Linked DNA regions of Manis pentadactyla: region 1 is linked to region 2. Evidence: chromatin contacts called from public Hi-C data. All regions are on one chromosome and are shown on one strand. Each heading gives the region's core, a stretch centred on a gene start, on an enhancer-like site or on the middle of the called end of the contact. The rest is flanking DNA. Distances are from core to core; before and after follow the strand shown.

Region 1 (3,736 bases), core at 129-2,628, 390 kb before region 2:
CCACTAGTGGACTCATGTCCTGGGCCCCCTGAACTTCACGCCTGTTACTGAAACCCAGCAGGGGGATTTGCTCGACAAGAAGCAGAACTAAAGCTGCTGTCTGTGCTGGCAATAAACTCCCCATGGCATGGAGCTATGCCTTCTGTGTCAGGCTTACCACTCTATCATGTGTCTAAAATGGCTCATTATCAGAAACAGCTGTTACAAAAATCAGATTCCTAGGCTCCACTTCAGACCTAATGAATACAATGTCTGGGCACCTAGGTTTGGGTTGGTTTTTGTTTCTATTTTAAGCCCCTCGGCTCCTATGGATAGCTTTTTTTTCTTTCCTGGAAATGTTTCAGGAACAGGATTACATTTCACTTAAGGAATATGCTTTTAAAAAGTTTCGTAAAAAGCACCAAAGAGAATATTTTTTTCTTTTCCTTTTTTAATTTAGATCTTGTTTAGCAATACATTAGCATCATTAACAGAAAAAAAAAACATTTACACAGAAACTCAAAAACAGATAATAATATAGTAATCAACCACTACCCAAGAAAATAGGTCCTCTCATTTTACTCTACTGGCAAGCCTAGGTTTATCCTGAACTTTGAGAGATTCTGTCCTGAATAGATGATGAAGCTTTCAAGTAAAAGAGAATACCTAGATCCTGACAGTATTTCACTGCACTTACTCGCTTCTTTCTTATGACAGTCTCCTCTGAAGGAGATGCGTTTCTTTTTGTGGTTCTGATTTTTTCATGGCAGCTGCAAGTAGGTACAAACTAGAGATGAAGAGAATTTAGGTGAGCACCCGTTGTAGGTTGTCAGTCAACAAATAGAGTGTCCTGAAGCGAGTAAGAATCGAGATGGTGCAGAACGGCAGGGATTGACAGAAGAGAGAGGTGACGGTGGGGAAAAAAAGGGAATGCCGAAGTGGGGGGATTAGGGACGAGACGGTTGCATTCGATCAGTTAGCACCCTTGAGCAACAGGGTACAACCATGAATAACTCGCAGCCCCTGCCCCAATAAGCACGGGTCAGGACAGGTAACACTTCACCCAGAACCAACCGTTTACACTTCAGGGTGAAATGTGACAACTGCCTCCTCCGAGAGCTCGGATCACAGGGCCGGGGCTGTCGGCGCAGGAGGGGCGCAGCGAGGCCTAGGGCGGTAGCGGGCAGGAGCTCACCGACGGCCCACCCTGGGCCTCACCGCGACGACTGCGGCCTCTTCAGTCACCTCCTCCCCCGCCCCCCAGCTCCCGGCGTCCCAACGCCAGGAGCTGGGGGGCGGGGCCAGAGGCGCGTGGCCCACTAACCGCCGCGGCCAGCCTATCGCCAGAGCGCGGAATCCCGTGTGCGGCGCACGCGCATATCCGTTACTACTGCCCCTCGGGCCCCGCCCTCCCCGCACGGCAGCTCAGGTTGTTTGGCGTTACCATGGAGCTTCAAGGGGCCCACAAACGCGGCTCGTCGCCCGGGCAACCGGGGACGACCAAACCGGACAGAGGTGGTGACGGCGGCGCCAACTGCTGAGATGGTGTCCAACCCTGTGCACGGCCTGCCCTTTCTCCCGGGCATGTCCTTTACGGACTCCACGGTGAGGACTTCTCTGCCCAACCGCCACCTGCCTCCATCCCCGGCGGCCCCCACGGGCTCGCCGCTTAGTCCGCCTCTATGCTTCTCCTCTCAAGATTGTCCTCTCCCCCATAAATATGTCTCTGCCCCTACCCTTTTTCCTCTTCGCCGCGATTTCGTCGTCCTGCGCCACCCAGCTTTATCCTTTCTCTCCTGTCCTTGGCCCTCCGCTCCATCCCGCTAGATTTTTTCCACTCCAGCCCGGCTGGCTGTTGTCTTCTGTTATCAGTGTTCCTGGTCGCGCCCTTGCTTGCAGCTCGGCTTCTCTATCCCCTGTCCGTCTCCCTCGGGATCACTGTTTTCCCCACCCTACTCCGCAGGTCTGTGGAGGTTCCGTGCCTAGCACATTCTCCCACACCAGACCCCTCCGTGCCCAGCTCCGTCCTTAACTGCCACCTCGGCCCTAGCCTTGGCCCCTCCTTCCATCAGCGTCTCTGCACCTTCGTTCTCATTCCCGCAGCCTCTTCCCACCCACTCTCCCCACGCCCATCTCTTTCCTCTGCTGAATCCTGGACCCAGTAATCTTCCCCACTCCCAGCTTCATTTCTGCCTTACATACCATTCATTCTCTTCTTTCCACCGGGTCATTTTCCATAGTTTGCCTTTCTCATTTATGCTTCTGCCCAGCCTCATCTCTTTTCTGCCGTACTTCTGCTTTTCCTATAATCTGGTCCCACCTTCTCCCCTTTTGTATTTTATCTTTCTTCATTTCTTTTTCTCCAAAAAATTTGACTTTCAACACTTGCCCATTCGCCTTCCAAACCATCCTTTTCCACTTCGTAGGAGATAATTCCATTCCAGTTCCTTCAACCACAAAGGATTTGTTGTTTTTTTTCCCACCTAGCCCCATTCTTTTCTAACACTTATAAAAGATGAAACTGTTTAGATTTTGTTTTGCTCCTCTTCCCCTACCTTAAGTGTTTTTAGTTGCATTCTCTAAACAGTATTGAAGACGACTTGACATAGTTTAGCCCTCGACAAAATTATTTACTATTTGTTTTAATTCTAACAGAGCTACTGAAATACTTATTGGAAGATCCATATTGAGATTCAGTAGGCTGATTATTGTAGATGAGACAATAATAATTTATATTTATATAGTTTAATGATGTAAGCTATAAATTCCTCTCCATGGTCATAAAGGTAAGATAAAATTTGTAGTCAATTTTCTTAGGAGAATGAATTGAAATTGAAATTTTGGAGAGGGAATTTGGATTCTGACTCTCTTCATAACTGTTCCTGCATTAAGACACAGCATCATAGATTTTTCAATTCAATGGATTTTTCAGTTTTATGTAATTTAGAAAATATTGTAGGCACATTCCTGCCCTGGGCAGAAGCAGCTTAATTAAACATTTGGTGTTGGTGAGTGTGGGTTACTCACAAGGCAGGGTTGAGCTGATTTGGGGGATTACAGAGTTGTGTACTGGAGTGCCAGGCTCTGAGAACAATATATTGCCATATTACAAGTAAGTTTCTTGTGATTCCCTTCTCTTTATCTTTTGTGAATCTACTGTAAGCTTTTGCTTTGTAGTTACCATGAGGCTTACATAAAAATATATATATATTATATGATAGTCTATTTTATACAGTTCAGCTTTGATTACATACAAAAAGTCCACCCTTTTACTCTGCTTCATTTATGTTTCTGATGTCACCATTAACATCTTTTTATATTGTCCTTAACACATAAAAATTGTTGTATCCATTAACAAATTATTGAAACTAGTTTTTAAAAATATTTTTAATACTTTTGTCCTTTAATCTTTATACTAGAGTTAAGAAGTTAACGCATGATCGTCTTACAGCCTGAGGGTATTCTGAATCTGCTATATGCTTACTTTCACATGTGGTTGTATATTTTCTTGTTATTAATTAATGCCTTTTTATTTCAACTTGAAGAACTTTCAGCATTTCTTGTAAGGCAGGTTTAGTGGTGCCGATTTCCCTTATCTTTTGTTTATTAGAAAATCTTTTTCTCACCTTCATTTCTGAAGCATAGTTTTTCTGGATAGAAGATTCTTGGTTGGCCATTTCTTTCTGAAGCACTTTGAATATTCTCTTCTGGCCTATAAGGTCTCTGCTGAGAAATCTACTGAAAACCTTATGGAGGT
Region 2 (3,737 bases), core at 77-2,576:
GAACGCGACCTCCCGCACCAAACGCCCTTCTTATTGCAGATCGGCCTCATAAGGCCTCAAAATTTAGAACTGGAGGCTTCGATGCACGTTCGGAGAACATTTCATTTTAGGTAATCATGGGGAAATAATTTTCCTGAAAACATTTTAAAAAACGTAACTGAAGTTGCACGACATTGTGAATGAAATCAATGCCACTGAATTGTATACTCAAAAATGGCTAAGGTGGTAAACTGTGTTATATATTATTTCCCACAATAAAAAATATTTAAAATAAAACACAACTGATTACCAGTTAGCATTTATTTGAACCCTAAGAGTTTTTACATTGTTAGCAACTTTAGTTTGAAGGATTGCATTTTCATCCAGGTGGAAACAGTCTAATTTTCTCTGAGTTTAAATCCCCCAGCTAACCACCGTATCAATTTTTTCTCCCTATTTTTATTTTTGAATTCTAAGAACTGATGACATTGTTTTTTTCCTAAAGACTCTATGCAGATGTCCTGAATCCCTCTTTTATTCCTCCTTTTGATGTAAGATATAAGACAGTCAAACTTCCTTAGACTTCCTGTCCCAAATGGGACAGGGTCATCTGGCTATCTTGTAAATGTCTAACATTTATTTACCTTTATATTTACCTATATAATACCCAAACTACATGGCAAATGAAAATGGAAAGTCATTATCAAAAAATAGGGAAACGAGGGAGCCTAACAAATCATATACTATACCCATGAAAAGTGATTTTTTAAAAAATACCTAAAATAACTGGTTTTAGTTCAATTCAGTTGTCCAAGCAAGTCTACCTGGAAAATAGAAGGACTGTCTTGTTCTACTTTTAACAAGGGTTCACTGAGTTGGTAAATGGATTAGGTCAGCAGTTCCAGCCTGGGGAAAATGATAACCTTGTAAATATAACGTGATGCGACAATATAACCCTGTAAAGAGGTCTAGTGGATACAGAGGATAGTGATCTAAAATACTAAATTTGTAGCTGTGACACATAACATTTTAAAAAATGGCTAAGGTAGTAAACTGTGTTTATATATAAAGTAGGTGCTTAAGTTATTGTTACAAATACTAGTTATTTTATTAAGCTTTGTTTATATGCTAGAATAGAAATCTTCTGTGTTAACTGACCAAGATAAATTAGTATTCAGTATGTTTAATGTAATAGACCAGTTCGGAAAATATTTCAGTACCTCATTCTTCATCTGCAAAACTGATGTTTTGTATTCATGAATCACATATATCATTTTCTTCTATTACAAATCCTTTCATCTAATCTTTCCCCCCGATTTAAATTTCAAAATCCAATTATAGTCATTGGGAGGAAAATCATCCTTAAAAGACCTAAGCCCTAAAGCCGCCTTTGAAAGCTAAAAATTATTACATTTTTGGCCTCCGTTAAACATGAAGGTACTATTCATAGGTAGCTGATTTAGGATGCAAATAAAACATGCCCTTCCGAACATACTCATCCGAAGGATGGATCCTAATATTAAAAGACAGCAGTTGGGCTTCCTTATTGAAGCTCACCATCTGCCCCCGTCTCCTTTTTCATCTTTGTCTGCAGAAGACGTACTGCATTTCTAAGATTTCTAGAATAAAATGATAGCCAAGAGCTTTAAACTCTGTGAACTTATTGAACACAGATAGGGTTTTGGAATCCTGACCACTATTACAATCTGGCACCTAATAGAAACTTTAGAAACTTCAGAAGCTCCGTACATGTTTGCAGAACGAAGAGGCTGTAAAACTGTAGTTTTTCAACAGAGCATGTATAATTTCGTATTTAAAACAATGTGAAATGTGGAAATATATATATATATATATCGCTTGATGAGTGGCCGCTGTGGAAGTGACACCAGGTGTTTGAGCTTTAAGAGGATGGGCGAATACCATGTGCAGAGTCCAGCGCGCTACGCGAAACAGCGGACTACAAACCCCAAGGTCTCGTCGGCGCAGTCCCCGCAGGACTCGGGTTTCGAGGCCCTGGAGTCTTAGCGTCATGCCCCCGTTGCATGATGGGATCCGTAGTGCGACAGGGCTTGGCAGTCGCTGAGTTTTCTTCCAAACAGAATCTTTTCCTCGACCTCCAGACCCGTGCTTTTGAAAAGTTAAGTTGCTCTAACAGCCTGTGGCTGTAGTGGAGTTTCACTCCCTGCACGTCTGGGGTGGCTCTAGCCAGAGTCACCGACGACCATGCAGCGACCGTCCCGAGCGTCGTTTGATGCCCTTTAGGGCTGCTTGCCGTAGGGTCTCAACCCTCCATTTGAGTTACAGACATTTTTGAGGTTACGCGCGTTCCACCTTGCATAAGCATTCACTGGGCCGCTGCGTGGGTCTTGTTTGGATTTCGGCAAATCGGTGAGCTGGCCTCCGGGTGGGCCTCGCGCACACAGCACGTCCCAGCCCCGCGGCCCTCCTCCAGGCAGCGCGCGGGCCGAAGAGCCGTGCACGCGAGCGGGGGCGCCGGCGGCGACGGCACTGCGCACGCTCGCTACGTCGGCGCACGCCTCGGCGGCAGAGGGGCAGCTCCGCAGCGGCGTCCGGCGTCTCCTCCAGGGCCGACGCTGTGGGGCTCGCGCGCTTCTCTGCCTCGCCTGGCCGCGGGCGTTCTTCTGCCCCGCGAGTCCCCGGCCGCCGCTCCAGCGCGCCCCGGTCTGGCCTCCTGCCCCGCGAAGATGGCTGCCGTACGCCGGGCCCGCAGTTACTGCCGCTGTCTGGTGCGCTTCTCCGACCGAGAACTCTGCTAAGCCCCGCTGCAGCAGAGCGGCAGGAGTAGACACCGGACACCCCGCACGCCTCGGGGGGTGGTGCAGAGGGGGCGCGAAGAGTCCCGCGACCGCGGCTTGCCGCCCCGCCAGCATGGTAACCTGGGGGCATGGGGGACTAGGGAGGTCATTGCGAGCCGGGGATGTGATGTGCAGGAGGGGTCAGGCCTGGGATGAGCCCCGAAAGAGCGGAAAGTGTAGCTTTGGAGGAGTGGGAGCCGCTGGGCCTCCAGCTATTATGGGGCCCCTGGCCTGAGTGGGAGTGGAGGGGGTGCCATCCCTGACTGCTCCCCCGGGCTCCTCGTTGCACACACCCCTAGCCGGGACTCGAAGTGAGGAGAGCGGGTTTGCAGGACAGCGGAGAAACATGCCTCGCTTTTCTTAGCACTCTTGAGGACGTTAAACCAGTCCCGCCCCTCTCGAGGGAGTTTATCCAAAGCAGTAAGTATAGATTGAGGCGACCGTCGCAGCCCCTGAAACCGGGAGGGAGCCTTGGCGGAGACACCTGTTGATTGCTTCCCGTCTGGGAAGATGTGCCCTCCGAGAGGCTGTTCTGGCCTCTTCAGGAGTCCCGGGTTTAGGACGCACCTGCCCCGTGACGCGTCAGTGCCCTGGGTACGTTGGCAGGCAGTTCTGGCGGCCTGGGGTTTAGGGGGATTATGTCTCACGTGACGGTAGCGAGGGCCAGAGCAGCATCAGTGCAGTCCAAATGGAGAGACTGAGCTAAGTGCCAGAAATTGACAAGGCAAATTCCAAGGACTATTGCATGCTGGACTATGTAGTCTCTGACCTATGCTGCTTGTCTTTGGCTTTGAATAAATTGTTCATCTAAGAAACTAATGTCTGGCTAGGGTTGAACGAATCAGGTGTGAAATGATACCAAACTGATTAGCTCATAATAGGTACTCAGTTTTTTATTGAATAAATGAATGACTGAATTTATTAAGTTAATCTTAAATTATA

Evidence for each region. Hi-C and Micro-C count contacts between places; a contact is called where the count stands out from the background.
Region 1: a Hi-C map of skin fibroblasts shows a contact between it and region 2, with 2.9 times the contacts expected there. The contact joins the promoter of EFHC1 here to the promoter of LOC130681353 in region 2. A contact is called at or near these places in 2 of 3 Hi-C or Micro-C datasets (fibroblasts and skin fibroblasts).

The regions. Positions count from the first base shown.
Region 1 is chr16:21,011,912-21,015,647 of mManPen7.hap1, reverse strand. It overlaps EFHC1 (EF-hand domain containing 1), which reads left to right and starts at 1,378. Exons shown (of 10, transcript XM_036916391.2): 1 at 1,378-1,584. The coding sequence starts at 1,522. LOC130681190 (a long non-coding RNA gene) reads right to left here and starts at 1,364. Exons shown (of 7, transcript XR_008994254.1): 1 at 1,054-1,364.
Region 2 is chr16:20,624,084-20,627,820 of mManPen7.hap1, reverse strand. LOC130681353 reads right to left here and starts at 1,326. Exons shown (of 2, transcript XM_057494251.1): 1 at 1-1,326. FBXO9 (F-box protein 9) reads left to right here and starts at 2,524. Exons shown (of 13, transcript XM_036916373.2): 1 at 2,524-2,871. The coding sequence starts at 2,869.